2 separate regions of the Canis lupus genome follow, and region 1 is linked to region 2. A link is a contact called in public Hi-C data. All regions are on one chromosome and are shown on one strand. Each heading gives the region's core, a stretch centred on a gene start, on an enhancer-like site or on the middle of the called end of the contact. The rest is flanking DNA. Distances are from core to core; before and after follow the strand shown.

The links. Hi-C and Micro-C count contacts between places; a contact is called where the count stands out from the background.
Region 1: a Hi-C map of skin fibroblasts shows a contact between it and region 2, with 1.6 times the contacts expected there. The contact joins two enhancer-like sites. A contact is called at or near these places in 2 of 9 Hi-C or Micro-C datasets (blood and skin fibroblasts).

The regions. Positions count from the first base shown.
Region 1 is chr15:30,559,888-30,562,712 of UU_Cfam_GSD_1.0, reverse strand. No RefSeq gene overlaps it. Among named protein-coding and RNA genes, the nearest start is that of DUSP6, 71 kb to the left of the region's middle. Within about 2 kb of position 1,307, at least 4 of the 20 cell types and tissues checked have an H3K27ac peak or open chromatin away from gene starts, as enhancers often do. A contact at or near this core is called in blood, where this site is marked.
Region 2 is chr15:30,372,850-30,375,780 of UU_Cfam_GSD_1.0, reverse strand. All of the region lies in intron 1 of LOC111090025 (a long non-coding RNA gene), which reads left to right. Among named protein-coding and RNA genes, the nearest start is that of DUSP6, 260 kb to the left of the region's middle. Within about 2 kb of position 1,675, at least 3 of the 20 cell types and tissues checked have an H3K27ac peak or open chromatin away from gene starts, as enhancers often do. A contact at or near this core is called in blood, where this site is marked.

The sequences.
Region 1 (2,825 bases), core at 58-2,557, 190 kb before region 2:
CTTTCATAAGTAGTATCGATTCTCAGAAGTAGAGCTTTTTCGCATTTTCTAGGTTTAAAGTTGAAGGCTCCACGGTTTACCGAAGTCTTGACTTCTGTATTGCTACAGTCTTCTGAGAAAGGGTAGCAAATGATTAGCTTTGGCTCTGCTCCGTATCCTGGGACAAAATCTATGCTCAGGAATAATCATAATGTGAACCAACAACCTTTTGTGATCACGTACTATGTAACCATGTGAACGTGGCCAAACACACAGCTTGTCAGTGGTGAGACAGGGGTTTGAATGTACAGCACTCATTGCTCTTAGCCATGAAATCATCTTGCTTCGTTTCCTCTGCCCACAGGCTATAGCCCAGTAGCCAGAGCATTGGGCCATGCTCCTTCACGTTGTGACCATCCTTCTTCTCTGTCCAGTATTCCAATTCTTCTGGATCTGGAGTTGCACATCTTAATCCCTGTAGTTGAGTATCTAATGCATATTCTTGCCGGTCACTGTTTTCTAGGACTCTCAGCAATTGAAAGTTTTTAGATCTCTGCGTTTCTCAGTATTCTACTGCCCACAGATCCCTGATGGTGCACATATAGATTCGTAGATTATTTTTGGTTGGGGAGGGACCCCAACTTCTTGCTTAATACTGGGAAACAACTTTTCAACATTCCTGCCAAGTGGTTGTGTCATTGTTCTTGAAGAAATCGATTCCATCTTTTGATTATTCTACTAGAACATTCTATGTTGCAGTGTCCTTATAACTTCCACTCCCAGTGATTATCCAAAACCTAATCCATTTGATTATCTAAAATCTAATCCATTTTCTCAGTAATAGACTTTATAATATGAAAAATAATGCTATGTTCTCAGGAGTGTTCTTAATATCCATCCCCATGTCGTTTTTCTTATTAGGTGTTGTTTCAAGTCCCTTCCGCCAGCACATACAGGAAAGGGAAGAGAAGATTTGGAGTCAGACACACCCAGCTTTGAATCCTGCCTCCTCCTCTTAGCGGCTTTATGTGTTTCAGTTTCAGTTTCTTCATTCATCACATGATAATGACACAGAGTTTAAAGGGGAGTTGTAAAGATTAAAGTTGAGAGGTGAACTACAACACTTGACACAGAGCAGACACTCAAATAAGTGGTATTTGCTGTTATTTTTATCATTCTGCTTTTACAAGTGGGGTTTGAAGAACCAGAACTGATACTCAGATGTGATCTGACCATCACCAAACAGTGAGATTGTCCTCCTCCAACGCCAACGGTAAGGACAACACTAATAAAAACCGTGGCTTTCCCTTATTGCTTCTCCCATGCCACGCTTGGTGCTAATGTTGATACCAAGATCCTTTCAACCATGCTGGAAGGTGTAGTATTCTCCTTTTACAACACAGAGACAGATGACCTGCCACATCTAGGTGACACATCTAGGAAATGAAAAGTTTGGAACAGACCGGTGTGTCCAACACCGGAGAACTTGCTGCCTATTATATTAGACCTTTATTAATTTATCCTGTGGTTGGTGGTCAAACACACGGACTTAAGCAGAGCTTACTCTTAATGGAAGCCTCTCTTTCTCCCCTGCCATTGCACAACGTTGTTAAGGATCATCCATTTTCTACTCAACAGGTTTTTTTTTTTTTTTTTTTTTTGCTGAACAAATCCAGGTGTATTAGTTTGTCATGATAGTCACAACAAAATACTACAGGTTCAAACAATAGAAATTTATTTTCTCACAGTTCTGGAGGCTGGAGGTCTAAAATCAAGGTGTTGGCACATTTGGTTTCTTCTGAGTCCTCTCTTCTTGGCTCTCAGATGGCCTGGTTACCTTCTTGCTGTATCTTCACATAGTCACCCCTCATTCTGGTGGTTGTCTGTGTTCTAATCTCTTCTTATAAGGATTGTAGTCAAGATTGGATTAGGGCCCACTCTAATGGTCTCATTTTAATTTAATTCCCCCTATAAGGGACCCATCTGCATCTGTGTCATATTCTGAAGTACTAGGAATTAGGGCTTCAACTTATAAATCTTGGGGGGGTGGGTGGACGTGATTCAGCTCATAACAGCAGGCCTTCACATTTATCTCCCTAAAACTCCTCTTTTGTTAGATTTGATTTATTGTTCATTCATTGAGAATTTTTTCAATACTGATTTTGTTCTCCAGCATTCACACCATTCTTCTAAATCTGTGCTATCTATAAACTCAATATACTTTCTGCTATATATCTCCGCATTGATGAATAAAAATGTTGGAGAAAACAAATGTGATCATGAAGCTGGAGGGATGGATGGAGCTAAATGACTTTATCCAATTTGATGCCCTCTTACTGCCTGTCTGACTCCTGTGGGTTTCTCTGGTCTCCATTTTCCTGGCCATGTATTGTTTGGTCACTGTGGCCTTTCCCTGCACACTGGTTTCAACTTAATAGGTAAAATGTAGGTACCATGTTCAGGCCTCTTCTAATGAGTGTGTCACTTACTTTGGTGGTTTCGATAATTGAGAAGATGTCATACAAGGTGTAAACAACCTGAATTCTGGTCCTGGGAATTATCTGTGTAATAAGAATTTCTTGAATGTTCAAATTCTCACCTGAAAAAATGGGATAATACCTAACCTACTTCAGGTTTTGCAGAGTTGGCATCAGTTGGTATTACAGTGAAATGTCTATGTGGAGCCTCCATAGAGGCAAAATGTTAGCACTCTATGACAGATTGTTGGCAAGCCTTTGAAGATTCGCATCTGTCAGCCTATTCTCAGGCCAGCTGGTCCCAGCACCGCCAGAAGATGGTTAAAGCACCCACTCCTTGAGGTTGACCATTCTCTCATCATTTCTTTG
Region 2 (2,931 bases), core at 426-2,925:
TAGTGGTGAGGTTTGATAGGCCTGCTGGTTGGTGGTTCCTTGTTTTCCCTCCACATCTCTATTTTTTGTTTTTAAGTAATAACACTTGGAGTTATTAGAGGAGACACCTGGCACACTGGTCAGGCAGTGCAGCTTTACCTTATAATCAGCCCATCATGGAGATGAAAATAACACCAGGCCACAGTGTGGCAATTGTAAGACTGCAGGAAGCAAGACAATACCCAGCCTGTGATGACAACCCACATTCTGCCAACACTATAGAAAATGAGTCCGCAAATTGCCTACTCCAAGCTCTCCCACATGAGTCTGTTCCCAAAGAAATACTCGCCTCTTAATTCTGGGAGGATGCTACTAGGGAGATGAAGAGGCAACGCTCTGTGAAACATCCTGGTGTATAGCTTTCTCCTACAGATTTCTGAAAATTGCCTAGCTGCTGTCCCTTCCAATAATCAGGAAAATAGTGAGCTCGGAAAGAATGACAGGTGTCATTCACTGATTGCCAGAGGATTTATATGAGATTATAACCAGCTTGCAAAGTAGGAATTACCTCTTCTTCTCATATCAGATAAGGAAACTGAAATTTCAGGATATTATCCAACTTGTCCTCTGCCATTTAGTCAGTAGGTGAAAAACTAGTATTCTTACTCATACCTGAATGACTATAAAGCCATGGCGATACCTGGATGCCACATTGCTTTCAAGATTTAGGACTATTAATTATGAGTAACTTAAATACTCAATATATGTATTTGTAAAATTTAGACTTTAAAACTGGATACACTGAATATCATTAGCAATAGTCTTTTGTGTCTTTCAAATGTTTTTGAGTTCTTGGCTAATTATTTCTATCATGACATTAATAGCATGTATTTATTGAGGGCTTTCTCTGTCCCAGATTCTATGCTATCTGTATTATCCTCTTTATAAAAACTCTGTGAGATGGATACTAGGTTATCTTTATCCTATAGAAGAGAAAGCTGAGGTTAAAGAGGTTAATTGGCTCATCCAGCTATCAAATGGTAGAGGATGGAGAGTTGGACTCCCCAAATCATGCTTATAATCACCATGTTAGCTGACCTTGCATACATCAACCGTTATCCTGAAGCTTTACACCTGCTTCTAGAATTTAAACAGATGTTATCTGAAGATTTTGGCAGAGTCAATACTTAACTGATGTTTCTACACTTTCTTGTCATAATACCAAGAACTATACCTTTTTCATATAGTCATCTCAACGGCAGACAACTTGAAGGTAGGGGGATTTATGGACAATGTACCACGGTAATGGAATATCTATTGGGAATGATGCATTGCACAAGAAGCAATTCACTGGCAAACAGAAAAGATGTGGGAATCATGGATCCTATTCCCAAACAGTTTAGTAAGAAAATATTGTAAGTGTGGAAGACCTGGTAAATAATTAAACAGCAAGAAGTTAATTTCAAGGGAATATGTAGTACTGGTTCAATGTAGAAAGGTCTACTGAGTGAAAAAAAAAAAAAAAAGAAAAGAAAAAGAAACCCCAGAACTATATTCTAGGAGTTGGCACATGAGTTTTGGTCAGGTGTCTGAAGATTGTAAGATGCAGATTATTAGAAAGGGAAGAGAAGTTGGAGAGGAAGCCAAGCGTCAATAAGCACAGATGCAGGATGTAGCAACTTGGTTGGCAAGCGATGAGCATGACGAGAACCGGAATCTATGCTAGAGAGGCAGAGAAGGGAAGAGAGCAGGGTTTTGGACAAGCTGGCATGACCTCAGAGTTCTCGGCGGAGCTCTGGTCTGTAAATGACCCACGGCAGTGTCTGATGATCTTGTTTGTCACTGTCTCTTTTGTGTTACTTCTCAGGCTTTCTGTACATCTTCTCAAACATGAAGCTGTTTTCTCCTCTGGTCTCACACAACTGGCTTATATTTAATCCACAGCCCTCACTGCCAGCCACTACCTAATTATCTTCCAAGTATGCCTTCCCAGGTTCAAAGGAGTCTCTGCACAAAAACTGGTACGTTTCCAACTTAATGGCAATATCATGTAATATCAACCAGACACTGTTCATCAGCACTTGAGCAATCAAGCCTTTAGTGAGTTCCTTGATGCGCAGGGTATGGGTCTAGGCACTATTCCTAAAAGTTAGGTTTTTTATAAAAAGCACTCATAATGATTCAGAGATTTCTTTTTCTTTGATATAAAAAGAGCCAAGTGAAATCTCTGGGCTTTGTTGAAAATGATAGAACTTGGAACTTTTCAGATAGACAGTGAATGTGGGTGTTAAAAGGGTTTTCAATGGTATTCAGTTCTCAAATTTATCTTGCCATTATTCTGAGTTATTATTTTTGTCTTTAAAAAGTAGAATATTTGGAATGGGGGGAACACCTCTTTTATCTTTCAGAGTGTTTTCAGTTTCTGAGCGTAGAGATAATGGAGATAAAAGAATAAGGTGATGCTTTCAGTCAATCAAGGCACGAGGACTTTATGATGCTGAAGCAGCTAAATATACTTGCCCTCATGGTGTGCAGGGGTGACATTCAGCCCAGCAAGCATGTGGAATATTTTCATATTCAAATCCAGCTGTACAAACTACCATTGCAACAAGCAGTTCACTCTTATACTTCCCGCCCCCCACCCTCACCCCCACCCCCACCCCCGGCCTTAATCACCAGCCCACATTAATTTGTGCAGTGATTAAGAGCAAGCCTTCTGCCTGGGTTTATATCCCAACCCTGCTACTCACTATGAGCATATCTCACAGGGTTGCTATGAGGACTAAATGAATCAACATGCATAAAAGCTGCATAATGTAAGCATTGTATACATGTTAGCTAATAGTAATCATTAAAATAAAAATAAAGCGAAATGAACTCATTACTCAGCTCTGTAATTATTCCTTTGTCTTTGAAATAGTGGGACTGGTATTTTTTGAGACAAAAGTCATA